Regions from separate parts of the Zea mays genome. Here regions 1 and 3 are each linked to region 2. A link is a contact called in public Hi-C data. All regions are on one chromosome and are shown on one strand. Each heading gives the region's core, a stretch centred on a gene start, on an enhancer-like site or on the middle of the called end of the contact. The rest is flanking DNA. Distances are from core to core; before and after follow the strand shown.

Evidence for each region. Hi-C and Micro-C count contacts between places; a contact is called where the count stands out from the background.
Region 1: a Hi-C map of leaf shows a contact between it and region 2, with 4 times the contacts expected there. The contact joins the promoter of LOC100272724 here to the promoter of LOC103650755 in region 2. A contact is called at or near these places in 2 of 25 Hi-C or Micro-C datasets (both in leaf).
Region 3: a Hi-C map of leaf shows a contact between it and region 2, with 5 times the contacts expected there. The contact joins the promoter of LOC100279939 here to the promoter of LOC103650755 in region 2. A contact is called at or near these places in 3 of 25 Hi-C or Micro-C datasets (ear, leaf and tassel).

Annotation. Positions count from the first base shown.
Region 1 is chr3:152,891,747-152,896,552 of Zm-B73-REFERENCE-NAM-5.0, forward strand. It overlaps LOC100272724, which reads left to right and starts at 2,987. Exons shown (of 2, transcript NM_001147177.1): 1 at 2,987-3,190; 2 at 4,407-4,806. The coding sequence starts at 4,428.
Region 2 is chr3:153,167,998-153,172,646 of Zm-B73-REFERENCE-NAM-5.0, forward strand. It overlaps LOC103650755 (serine/threonine-protein kinase TIO), which reads left to right and starts at 1,603. Exons shown (of 23, transcript XM_008676326.4): 1 at 1,603-1,955; 2 at 2,090-2,203; 3 at 2,330-2,404; 4 at 2,611-2,703; 5 at 2,802-2,876; 6 at 2,969-3,061; 7 at 3,509-3,572; 8 at 4,247-4,331; 9 at 4,543-4,615. The coding sequence starts at 2,114. LOC103650756 (crossover junction endonuclease MUS81) reads right to left here and starts at 1,652. Exons shown (of 11, transcript XM_008676327.3): 1 at 1,254-1,652; 2 at 751-824; 3 at 561-626; 4 at 397-485; 5 at 160-302; 6 at 1-63. The coding sequence starts at 1,465.
Region 3 is chr3:153,477,284-153,481,890 of Zm-B73-REFERENCE-NAM-5.0, forward strand. It overlaps LOC100279939, which reads left to right and starts at 2,316. Exons shown (of 6, transcript NM_001320481.1): 1 at 2,316-2,507; 2 at 2,649-2,909; 3 at 3,235-3,253; 4 at 3,469-3,870; 5 at 3,970-4,389; 6 at 4,472-4,607. The coding sequence starts at 2,395.

The sequences.
Region 1 (4,806 bases), core at 1,737-4,236, 270 kb before region 2:
TATGCTATCTATTAAAGTTAAAGAGAGGTATATCTCATCGTTGTTACATTACTTAATGTTGATATTTAGGATCTAAAGAAAAAGAGAAAGAACTCCAGGTTATGGAGGTTGAGCTAAACAAAAGAGAATGGATATGCTTTGTATCTACATAGATTGATGGAGTGCACAAATTAATCTTGTATTGATAGAATGATAGTTTTATGAATTGGCATTTGGATCAGTGTGTTTTGCGTGCAGAAGATGTCCAAGGGATGAGGAGCGAGCCATGGTCGCCGCCAGGCATGAGGAGCAAGCCATCCTTGTTGAGTGCAAGGCATGTCTCCACCTCCATGTGGGAAACGAAAGGACCGGGCCAAGCCACCGGAGGGGAGCGCAAGGGCATGCACATGCCCGGACACACTCCCGACCAAGTCACCAAGAGGGTTGTTTCCATATCCTGTTTTTATATTAATTACAGCATGGTTTCCCTAATTTGTTCTCAGATGTGTTGCAAGTTTCATGTTTTGCTGTTTTTGTTGACACATGTGTGCGATTTGGAAAACACGTGTCTTGTCTTGTGCTTCCCTGCATCGAGAACAATGTAATAGATTATTCACTACCGGAATCCAAGGCTTTACCGAGTGTTGAAATCTTTGCCGAGTGCCTTTTGTCGGGCACTCGGCAAAGAAGGCTTTGCCGAGTGCCGCACTCGGTAAAGCTATACTCTCGGCAACGAGGCTCTTTACCGAGCGCTGGACACTCGGCACAGGTCGACACTCGGCAAAGACTAGTTTACCGAGTGCCAAACACTCGGCAAAGGGGGCTCTCGGCAAAGGGCCGTCAGAGGCCGTCCCAAAGCTGACGGCCGTCAGTATTTGCCGAGAGCCAGCGGCTGGCACTCGGCAAAGAGTATTCTTTGCCGAGTGTCACACATCTAGCGCTCGGCAAAGACCTGTTTGCCGAGTGTCGTCCCTAGACACTCGGCAAAGTATATTTTTATTTTTTTGATTTTGTCTCCCAAACTTTTTGTGTTATGTTCCTACACTATGTAGACCTACATGTATCATTTGTGGACAATTATAACAGAGATTCAATCGTTAGTAGATTTAGTTCGTTTATTTGAATTTCTTCGGAAAATTCAAATTTGAACTGCAGGTCACTCGAAACTTGGAAAACCGTGCATGAAAAAATGATATTCATGGTACTTAGCATAAGTTACGACCGATTTCAGAAGCGTACCGGAAACTTCGAGCAACATGCTCACTAAACATGGCCGTGAACTTCGAGCAACATGCTCACATAACACTCGGCAAACAGCACAGACCTGGGCACCGGCTTAGGTTCTTTGCCGAGTGTTATGTCGCTGGCACTCGGCAAAGAGGTCGGCTTTGCCGAGTGTCGCACAGAACACTCGGCAAAGAGCCTGACATGGGGACCCTCTCTGGCGGGCTCTTTGCCGAGTGCGCCAATTGGCACTCGGCAAAGAAGGCGGCTTTGCCGAGTGCTGCCAGGAAGACACTCGGCAAAGCTATCTTCGTTGCCGAGTGTCACCGTCGACACTCGGCAAAGCCGCCGTCTCCGTCACCCGGCGTCGTAACGGTCGCTTTTCTTTGCCGAGTGCTCCCTGGCACTCGGCAAACATCTGTGCCGAGTGCCCGAGAAAAAGTACTCGGCAAAGAAGTCTTTGCCGATGCACTGTTTGCCGAGTCTTCTTTGCCAAGTGTTACACTCGGCAAAGGCTTTGCCGAGTGTTTTTAAGGCTTCGCCGAGTGCTTCAGGCACTCGGCAAAGCTATTGATTCCGGTAGTGACTATATCTTTTTTGTAATGCCTTTTTATCTACATTTTTTATAACATTTATATCTTACAACAAACCGTAGTATGAATTTTGCGATTTTAATATTTAATTTCCATGGCAAAGTACAAGCACATATGTATATAGTTTTTAAGGTATATTAACCTCTTTAATATTTAAGAGACGCTGACAAGAGCATAGAATGACAATTAATCCTTGTGTATCTTTATATATTTTAATATAACATATTGACTTTGTAGCAACACACGAGTATATACCTAGTGTGATTATAATAACACATGGGATATCTATCTCCCACAGGTTTATCTAGGGGCGGGTCCATTGGGGGGCGAGGAACATTTCCCGACAACGGAGCTAAGACCGACTCCAGCAGTTCACCCAAAGTCTACCCATAAACACTGTTTCACATTATTCTGCATTGTAGATTGCACTATTCGCAGAGTGGAGTTTGAATATGGGTATAGGTAAGCTGCTGGAGATAGTCTAAGATGCGAGCGCGAGGTGGGCGGGCGGGCTATGCAGGGAGCGGAGGATGCAGACAGGAGGGCGGGGATGACACACATCGTGTGGCCGAGGGCGGACGAAAGGTCTACAGTACAGTACGTGCTTAATACTCCCTCCATCCACAAATGTTTGTCGCAATGGTATTCGTGCAAGTCAAACTTTCTTAAGTTTGACTATATTTGTAGAATATATTAGCAATATTTATATCTTCGAATAATTTTACTGCAAAAGTAGATTCAAAGATCTATCTAATAATACCAATTATGTACTATACATATTAATTTTTTTCTTATATAAATGTGGTCAAAGTCTTTGACTCCTCGAAAAGTGAGAATGACAAACTTTTGTGGGTAGAGGGAGTTGGTAATAGAGATTATGAAGAAAAAGAAAAAAATAGGTACCTAAAACTTCGATACACGTATCCGACCTGAATATTTGGTTAGTCTTTGCTCCGTGTCTGACTCAAATTCTAAGCTGTACTACGTATCCATCACGAGTTTAAAAATACCCGAATATATTACAAAAATAAATATTTATATTATCAATATCCGATAAACAACTGATATATTTCACCCGTTTTCACCTCTACGATGGAATCCGCCCCATGGGCACGTGATGTAAACATCTGGGCCACAACGGAGGCCATCTAGCCGACGGTGACATGCCGTCCGACGACCCACCAGATCCACGTGATCTGAGAATAGCAAGAGCCAAGTGGCCAAAAACAAACCTCAGCTGAGGCCATCTTCTCCATCTCCAATTGTGCTACTGTAGGAGCTGCTGCATTCGGGGAGAGACACGCGACCAGTTTGCCGGCACCAACACGGCCTGCTGCTCCGCATTTTGATGACTATTTCTGTCTGAAAACTGTCTCTGTCAGTTGTTCATTCAGGTGCGTCAAATCCCTAGATGATTTGGTGACCAGGGATTTATTTGGAGGGGATCCCTAAGAAAGAAAACCCTTCCTATCCAATTTTGAATAGCAACTGGTTTTCTGGATCCGCTCCAAATCCCAAATCGCTAGTCACCAAAACAGCCCGTAATCTATCCGCTACGCTACGCTCCGCTCCGCATATAGGACTCAGACACTCAGTCTTATTATATTCTGAAAACTATCGCTGCTAGTGAGGGTTGGGGACTCCATACTGTCGCTGCTAGTTGGGGTTGGGAGGCTCTTGATGTGGGCATGAACCTCCCCGTAGTTGCAGTTAGTCCATAGCTGGATTTTATGTGGCAGATGGACTTGCTGGTGGCTATGATTATCTCAACGTTTTTATGATTATTTTTTTGCATAAATGTAATAGGGTAATTAGAAGTAAGTACATAGTCACAACTATAAGGTACTGGCTTACTGCTGATATTTTTGTGCTGAGTGGAAGATATGCATAACAATAGTTTCAACTTTCAAGTATGGGAAAAAGTATAGAACCAAATTAAGCAGTGACAATTGAGATGGTCGCATTGGGGTATCATGAATTTGAGTCGAGTCAGTGAATAATCAGCTGTTTAATCTTGCAAGCAAGAATTGTACTACCTCCGTTCTCAAATATTTGTCGTCAGCTAGCTTATTTTTGAACTAAAACGCGACAAATAGTACTGGTTTTATATCCTGGTTCCGATGGACTGTTGGGCTGTGGAGAAGATACCAGAGCCAATTCACTTTATTCTTTCTTCATTTGATGTTGAGTTATGGCAATTAGGATTTTATTTTTGGGCCGAATGGGCATGCTACCAATTAAGATTTTGTGTCTGCTTGGAGCAATATCCCGATCTTGTGAAAGACTAGTATTGTGCAAAATTTCTCAACACCTTGAAAGCATGAGCACTTTGTAGTTGGCCCTTCCCCCCCCCCCCCCCCCCCCCCCCCCCCCCCCCCCCCCCCCTGGTACTTCTTAATGTGAGTTGGAGCTCCACTGTTAGTGACTTGCAATGCGAACGATTTCAATGTTAATGTTCATTGAATTTAATGGTTCCTGGTCTGATGGTGATAACTTGAGTATCATCATCATCTAGTGAAACTTGGTTTCTCTCTTACCTTACATGTACCATAATTTCTCGCTATTATATTTACTTTAAACTGAGAGACAAGATTTTTTGTTCTCATGTAGGCTGCTGCAGCAAGCAACTGGATGATGGCTTCCAGGCAGTCAGGGAACAATGCACAAGAAGCAGCATCACCATTGGCGAGTCCTCCTCACTCCAACATAGCCAGCATCATCCCTTCGCTGCCCCTCGAGACCAGGTGCCCACCGTTCCCTCTCCGCCGGTACGCCAACTTTTGGGTGCCTGAGGTAATATTGAAGGCAGACCTCCCCGGCATTCATTCCTGCTTCAAGCCGAGACCCACCGACGTGTTCGTCGCAAGCTTCCCCAAGTCTGGCACCACTTGGCTCAAGGCCCTTGCCTTCGCGACGCTGAAGCGTTCCACGCATCCGCCATTGGATGGCGACCATCCGCTGCGTCGTTGCAACCCTCATGACTGTGTCAGGTTCCTCGATGCTAATTTCA
Region 2 (4,649 bases), core at 353-2,852:
ACGTTAAACTGCGAGCCAATGTTATCAGCAACCTTTTTTGAAGCAACTTTTCTTGAACAATACCTACACAAAAAAGGTAACAACCATGAGAACAAAATTCTGATATGTCTCGAAATATATAATGCTTATTTTATATTAGTAGGATACGATCATACAAACCCAAAATTCTCACGATCATCCAATATCAGAACAACCTCGTAAGCTTCAAGAAACTCTTCACTTGATTGACGAGGTGGCATAGCCAGTATACAATTGTTCATTGATACAACATCCTTGTCTAGCATATTGAAGTCAGTAGAACCCTGGGACAAAAAAATCAGCATATTGCAATTGAAAGTTGTAAAAGGGACAGTACTGTGCAGCACATGGTTTATCCATAAAAAGAATCAAACATACCGTTTTACCAGATGGTTGCAGCTCCAATGTTCCTTGGGATGAAGAAAACTGAGCATTCTGACAATTTAAGTTGGAAGGAGGTCCCTTGCCTTCAAAAGAAGTATTGGAATTAAATAAAAATCATAATGCTTTTTTTATGAATATTATAGCAAGCATAATGCTACCAAGAGAAGCAGAAGCAGCAGTTTTCTTCTTTGTCACACAGCACTTTGGTACTCTTGTTTTCTTTCCTATTAGAATAAACAACACCATTTCAGATTTCACAGAAAAGATAATTGGTGTGGAAAAGGAAAGATTTTGAAACAGCAGACAGTTAAGCATGAAAATCGTTACCATACTCTCCAGCTACATTACCTTTCGCTGGAGAATCCTGCTTGGACTCTGCAAAGAAGCCTTTCATACAGCGTATGAGCCATGGTCCTACACCACTGCACACAGTGATAGAGTATTAGAAACATCCAGCTATGTAAATCAAAATTATTCAAAAAGTCCAGAACTGTATTACTACCAAATAGTAGGTTGCGTATTTCTTTCATGAAAAAAAAAACTCTAGAATCATAGTGCACATTGCGGCTTGTAGGCTAACAAAAGCTACAGAATTGATTAGCAATGCAAACACAAGTTTCTGATATTAGCCCAAGATATGAAAACAATCCCAATTCCTGAAATGTTACTAAAAACACAGCTTTTTAGATCCGGTTCCTATCCAACTACAGCTCAAAATAAGACAATTCCAATTCCCACCAACAATAACCGCACAAAAAAAATTCAATCGAACTCCTCTCTCAGTGTAGCATTTACCCCAGCAACGGACAAAAAAAGAATGGATTGGAGAGGTAGGAGGAAAGAATTAGTACTTGATTTTGGAGAACTCCTTGAGAGTCCGGATGGGCTCATTGGCGGCGCAGACATTGCGGTAGGCTTTGGCGAACGTGCGGTCCAGGTGCTCCTTGAAACCGGCCGGCTGCTCCCTCATAGACAGCCGCTTCTCGTGGAGGCAGCGAGCCACCTCCTCGTTCTCCGGGATCCGCACCTTGAGCTGCATCAACGCCGGCGCCGGCGCCGCCATCTCTGAGAGGTTTTGGAGCTCGGAGAGGGGGGCTGCTGCTGGATCGGGGGTGCTAGGGTTTGGGGTGGAGGGGTGACCCGTGGCCGTAGCCGTGGCCGGGTGGGGAAGAACAGGTCACCGTTGAAATGGTTCGAAGCTCGAACTGATTTGAATTTTGCGGTCGGGACTCACGATGCATGTGATCTTCGCAAGCTGGCTTGGGCTGGGCTGTCCATCTAGAAGGGCAATCCTTAGTGGGCTTTAGTTCGACTCCAAGCCTGCTCGCCCACTCGTTAATAACCGTTGTTCAAATTTTCTCCCCCGTTCACCCCGCCGCGTGCTCGCTTCTCTCTTCTCTCTTCTCTCTCAGCCGAGCTCCCTCTCTCCGCGATTGGCGACGACTGAGGAGCGGGCAGAATTCAAAAAAAAAAAAAAAAAAGAGTGGGCGACCGCCGCCGCCGCCCAACGCCAGGTGCCCGGGCCGCTTTCGCCAGCAACGAGCACCCACCAGGTACGCCCGCCGTTTTTTCTCCCCTTACTACTGTGCGAAACCGAGCATCCAAATTCCAAACCCTAACGGCTAGTTGTAATCGGATCTGATCTATCTACAAGCATCTTCTGCCGACTAACTTCGATTTTGCAAAGATTATTGCGCCTGCTGGGTACGAGATGGGGATAGAGGATTACCATGTCATCGACCTCGTCGGGGAGGGCTCCTTCGGCAAGGTTTACAAGGGCAGGCGCAAGTACACTCGGCAGGTCAGCGTCTCCCCATCTTCTGTCCTGGGCCCGCTGGATTTGGGCCCATCTGATGATTAGATGAACTCCCTTTGTGTGGTTTCGACTTCATAGAGTTTGTTTTCTCCTGTTTTGCTTCTGTTTCAGACGGTCGCCATGAAGTTCATTCTTAAGCACGGGAAGACCGATAAGGATATCCACAACCTTAGGCAGGAGATTGAGGTAAACCATTTCTATTTCTACATGTACTTCGGGTTTGGGTATTTTGTTGTTATTAAACAAAGAATTGGGAGTGGCTACAAAAATTATAATTCTGATGTGGTGTCCGCTACGATTCGGTTGTGCTTGTCAAATTAGCATTATTAGGCAATGGCGCTCCTTATCTCATTATACCATTTCACTTCTTGATGTCATACACAATTCTGTAGATCCTAAGGAAACTCAAACATGAGAACATAATTGAAATGATCGATGCCTTTGAAACCCCTCAGGAGTTTTGTGTTGTCACAGAGTTTGCTCAGGTACACAAGAACTCAGTTTGATTACCTTGTCCTTTCTCATCTTTGACTGGTTTCAATTGTTTGCAGCTGGCTAACTCTAATGAAAATGCTTGTCTCAGGGAGAACTGTTTGAGGTGCTCGAGGATGATAAATGCCTTCCAGAAGAACAAGTTCAGGCAATTGCTAAGCAGCTGGTATGCACATCGCTCTGGCACCCTGCACAATAGCAGGCCAGTTGTTTTGGCCGTCCGTCTTCCCTTCATGGTTTCAACATATTTCATTTCAGGTGAAAGCATTGTATTACTTGCATTCCAATAGAATTATTCACCGGGATATGAAACCTCAGAACATCCTTATCGGGAAAGGATCTATTGTAAAGGTAATCTCTCTTCTATCTTGGCATGCATAACCTGCCAATGTCTTGTCTTTTTTTCCATTCCTGAATCCTGAAGTTTTTATCAAGTTTTCTTTAGTGTACGATGTATAGTAGATGCTTCAAGGTACACCGTACACATATCTCCAAGATGTTGCTGTAGCTAATCTATTGTTGAATTGTCAGTTATTCTAACGTACACACTCCTATTTTTCGTGATCCAGTGTACTTTATTGATTCTATCTGGTATGTTTCAGTTTTCTGTTAAGTTTCTTATAGTATGATGGCAGCTAGACGTATGCAATCATTTTATTAGAATGAGCTTTCATCCTGATGGCCTTGATTCACGCCTTTAATGTTCGCTTATCCGCTGTTGTTTATGTCTTCAAGTTGCGATTCTTATCCATTACGCTACAATGGTTGAAATTTCATTTATTTCTTGCCTATTTACAGCTTTGTGACTTCGGGTTTGCTCGTGCTATGTCAGCTAACACTGTTGTATTACGCTCCATTAAAGGTATCTATTTTTCATCTTGACGTGGTAGTTGTCATCTTAAAAAATAATTTCCTTTTTTCTCAAACGCGAAAAATAATAATTTCCTCATCTTGTAGCCTGTAATTAAGTCTATATATGCTGGTTGGAATACTTCATTTCATATTCTCTGGATCATAGGAAGCCTCCTGCTAGCCACATGTTACCTGTTGGTAGATCTACCACATTCTGATACTCTGATTTTCTAAACTAACATGAGCAATTAGCAAATGTTAATGATAATATGATAAAACATTTAAGCTGTACTGTTATATTTGTCATCTTTCTTAAATCTGTATACATAGGTCATTTATGATCTGAAGTTCTGAACTCTGTCTGCACTTCCTTAAAATTTAGGACTTTGGAGTCGTTTTTCCCGGTGGTTAGCCTATCCCTAGTTGCTTAGGATTAAAGGGCTTTGCTGTTGTTGTTGTTGTTGTTGTTGTTTCCCAGTGGACAAAGTTTATCTCAAATTACTTTCCGAGACACGTAGCTGTACACTGTATTTCATTATATGAAATTGTCTCCTTTGAATTGGCCCTTATGGCATATTATAGCTCATCCAGTCATATACTATATTGACATTGCTTGATCTTGACATTTGTGATAAGCTCCTTTTGCCGACCTTTCATTTCACTAAACTTGTTTTTCCTATGCAGGGACACCTTTATATATGGCTCCAGAACTGGTGAGGGAACAGCCATATAACCATACAGCAGATTTATGGTCCCTTGGGGTCATTTTGTACGTACATCTTCGCTTTCCTACTAGACCTGATTACTTTTGCAATCTTCTCATACTAGTACATTCTTGATGCTATTGCATCATATTTCTTGAGCAGTTGTAATTTTAATCTACTGCTGGCCTTCAGCAAATGGTTCAAGTTGATGCCATCTACTCTGCTTTGTGTTTGATAATTTATCTATCAGGCTAAATTTATTGTTTGGTTGACCAGATATGAATTGTTTGTTGGACAGCCCCCCTTTTATACAAATTCGGTCTATGCACTTATCCGGCACATTGTCAAGGTTACTAGGCTTATTTAGTTATTTTATTTGTTAT
Region 3 (4,607 bases), core at 1,066-3,565, 310 kb after region 2:
TCCTATGCTATGATGCCATTTCATTACCTCTTCTCTTGACTTCAATTTTATATAGACTATGGAAGTTGAGCAAGTTGCTGCTGGTAGTACCTCAAGGACTGCCATGCGCTGGACCCCTGTGATGTCAGGCTTTATCCTCAGGAAGTTTGCAGACTTGGTCGGGCAAGGAGTAAAAACGGATAAAGGGTTCAAGGAGGTCCATGTCAACTCTGTTGCCAAGGCACTGACTGAATTCAGTGGCCAAGAAGTCACAGGAACCCAGGTCTACAATCATTTGAGGAAGTGGCGTCAAAAATGGATCAGGGTTTGTAGGCTCAAGGACCTAAGCGGTGCTCATTGGGATGAGAATACATTCACAATCATCCTTGATGATGAACACCTGCTGGGCCATACAAAAGACAACCCAAAGGATGCTGAATTCCTCAATGTGCCAATTGAAAACTATGTGCAGATGCAAATTATATTTGGAGCTGGGCAGGCTACTGGCAAGTATGCCATGGCCTCAAATGAGCCCCTTGGCACCATCTCGGATATCACTGAAGGTGCTGGTGCATCTGAAGAACCATGTCTTGTTGGTACTGGTGCTACTGCCTCTGGTTCTGCTGGTGCCAGCCCTTCTCATAGTGGTGCTGGTGCTGGTAAACACCTTGTGAAGATGGAGCCTAAACACCGTGTGCTTTGGCTAAGGCAGCACCTTGCAAAGATTTGAGCAGACCAGTCCTATGTCTATGATGCCAGACCAGTCCTATGTCCAAGCACCTTGCTCGATGCGTAGTACTTTGATATACGCCTAATACTTTGCTCTATGCCTATGACACTGAATCTGGAACTGTGGATGATAATTAATAATTCTGAGACTTTGGTCTGTGATGATTTTATATTTAACTGTTGCCTTTACTTGCCTATGATGATATGTTTTATAATGATGATCAATCAAGGGAGTATGACTTGGTGCTTTGTTTTCCTTGCTCATTTTGTGAATTTTGCCTATGATGAAATATGTTTGACTGATGACCATTCATGGGAGTTTGACTTACTGCTTTGTTTTCCTTGCTCTTGGTTTTATTTTGGGTCAGGCAACCAAACATACTCTATCCTTTAATCTGATTTCTCCATCTGCCCTATGTTTTCCCATGTATGGTCAAATGAGGTGTTTATTCATACAAATCTGAGGCAATTTATTGTATTTACTCTCATGGGTTGATCAAGTGATTGTAATTGATAATAATTTCTGAGGCAATTTATGTGATCTATATAATAATTTCTGCGGAAAACTATACACTGACTGTTTATGGAGTTGTTGACTTCCCTGTTTATGTCCAACCAGTGATGATAACCAGTGACTGTTTATGGTGTTTACACTGACTGTTTATATTGAACACTGACTGTTGATCAAGGGGACACAGTCAGTTTCTGGTATAATTTCTGGTATAGTGATGTTTATGGAGCTTGGTTCTTCTGTTCAAAGTGCTTCTGTGCAAAGTGAACCTAGTTTCTGTGCAAAGTGCTTCTTCTGTTCATCTTGAAGGACCAAGTGTTCAGTTCATCTTGAAAGTCCTGAGCTTGGTTCTTATTTCTGTGCAAAGTGTGTTGGTTCCTGTTCTTATGTTCAGTTCCTGTTTGTTCTTACTGTTCAGTTGTGCAAAGTGGATTCTGACTGTTCAGTTGTGCTCTCCCAGTTTATTCTGTGCAAAGTGTGTGGTGTTCCTGTTTGTTCTGTGCAAAGTGTGTGGTGGTTCAGTTGTGCTCTCCCAGTTTCAGGAGGTGTTCTGTTCATCTTGAAGGACCAAGTGTTCTGTGTGTAATCTGTGCAATCTGTGATAATTTCTGTTGTAATTTTAGTTCAAATCTGTGTAATCTGTGCAATCTGTGATAATTTCTGTTGTAATCTGTGCAATCTGTGATAATTTCTGTTGTAATCTGTGCAATCTGTGATAATTTCTGTTGTAATCTGTGCAATCTGTGATAATTTCTGTGTGTAATCTGTGATTATATTTTTAGTTCAAATCTATTGTAATTTGTGCAATCTGTGATAATTTCTGTGTGTAATCTGTGATTATATTTTTAGTTCAAATCTATTGTAATTTGTGTAGTAGCGTTTAAAATTTTAAAATTTGGCGGGAGCTTCATTGTACAGAAGAAAACTGTCGACAACCCACCTAATTGAGCCAAGCTAAAAAAAAGGGAACCAAACAATGTATAATATGAGCCTGGTTTATTTGGACCAGGCAACCAAACAGTCTTTGTTGGCTCGGTACATCCGGGCTCTTCTGAGCCTGGTCCTCTTACTGGACCAGGCTCAGGCTGGGCCAGACAACCAAACACATCCTACGTCTCCTCATTCACATTCATCCTGTCGGACTGTAGCGCGCACGCCCCGGCCGGATCAGAGAGATGGGCACCGTCGGCGGCGGCGAGCTTCCCGTCGCCGCCCCGGCCGCCGCCGACGCAGACCGGGCGCGGCTGCAGCAGCTGGGGTACAAGCAGGAGCTCAAGCGCGGCCTCTCGTACGTGCGCGCTGCCGGTGCAACGCTCCTCCTCCAGTCTCAGCTCGTTCGTTCGTTCGTTATTTCTTTGCCGCGCCGCCGCTAGCTGCCTCTGCTGATCGAGCTCCTACCCTCTACCTATATATATGTGTATATTTCTAGCGTTGTTTCCAACTTCGCCTTCTCCTTCGCCATCATCTCCGTGCTGACGGGCGTGACGACGACCTACAACACCGGGCTGCGCTACGGCGGGCCGGCGTCCATGACGCTGGGCTGGCTCGTCGTGGCGACCTTCAACGGCTGCGTGGCGCTGTCCATGGCGGAGATCTGCTCCGCCTACCCGACCTCCGGCGGCCTCTACTACTGGAGCGCCAAGCTCGCCGGCAACGAATGGGCTCCACTTGCCTCCTGGGTCACCGGATGGTATGGTACCTTCTTCCTCCTCTTCGCAAACATATATATTTTTTATAGTAATCAAATAGTACTATAGACTACTACAACTTTAGCTCCCTCCGCAATCTCGCGCCAGATAACAACAGACCGTAAGATTCGATTCGTTTCAATAATAATAATAATAATAATAAAACAGCAGCAGATTATCAGATTCAGAAATATCTATCTTTTGAAACTAAAGCGTCTTGTTTAATTCTGTTGTTTTCACCATGATGCCATGGATGACGACATGGCGCGTCTTCCCAATCATGTTTCCAGTAGTCTAATCAAGTTTATCTTCTATACTGTTCTGCAGGTTCAACATCGTGGGGCAGGTATACACAACATTCTCCCTCCAACTTCACAGGATCCAAGAATCTTCTTCTTTCTTTGTTTCCTCCTTTTTCTTTTCTTTTCTTTTTTCTTTTTGCAAAAAGAGGATCAATAACCTTCATCTGCAGATGCAGCTGCAGTGCAGTCATAAGCGTACTAGTGTCATGTCATCTCATCAGGACTCTGATTGATCAAATCGCCGTACGTGCACCCGCAGTGGGCGTGCACCACGAGCGTGGACTTCTCGCTGGCGCAGCTGATCCAGGTGATCATCCTGCTGAGCACCGGTGGGGCCAACGGCGGCGGCTACCTCGCCTCCAAGTACGTCGTGCTTGCCATCTACACCGCCATCCTCGTCGTGCACGGCCTCATCAACAGCCTGCACATCCAGTGGCTCTCCTGGTTCGGACAGCTCGGAGCCTTGTGGAACGTCGCGGGCGTGTTCGTCCTCGTCATCCTGGTCCCGTCGGTTGCCAAGGAGAGGGCGAGCGCCGAGTTCGTCTTCACCCACCTCAACACCGACAACGGCATGGGCATCCACAGCAAGGCCTACATCCTCGCCGTCGGGCTGCTCATGAGCCAGTACTCCAGCATTGGCTACGACACGTCGGCTCACATGGTGACCACTGAACACGCCCGCCCTCGTCTGCATGGACGCCGCTGCGCTGATGTGTCCATCTCAACTGAACGAGCACGGTCGGTCGATTATATATTGCAGACGGAGGAGACGAAGAAGGCGGACTGGAGCGGGCCGATGGGGATCGTGTACTCGGTCGCTCTTTCCAGCGTGTTCGGGTGGGTTTACCTGCTGGCTCTCACGTCGGTGGTCACTGACATCCCGTACCTGCTGGACACCGGCAACGACGCCGGCGGGTACGCCATTGCTCAGGCCCTGTACGACACATTCCGCCGGAGATACGGCACCGGCGCCGGCGGCATCGCCTGCTTAGTCATCATCGCCGTCGCCGTCTTCCTCTGCGGCACCGCCTGCGTCACCAGCAACTCCAGGATGGGCTACGCCTTCTCCAGGGACGGGGCGATGCCGTTCTCGCACCTTTGGTACCGGGTGAACAAGCAGGAGGTGCCCTTCAACGTCGTCTGGCTCTCTGTGTCCGTGGCGTTCGTCATGGCACTCACGGTGTGCATGCATGCGATGCGAAAGCTCTTTCATCTCCTCAGCTTCTCAACTGCTCGCACTACTCACATCTGTGCACATGCAGTCGCTGGGGAGCCAGGTGGCGTTCCAGGCCATGGTGTCCATCGCGACGCTGGGTCTCTACATCGCCTACGCGCTGCCCATCTTCTTCCGCGTGACGACGGCGAGGAAGTCGTTCGTCCCAGGGCCATTTCACCTCG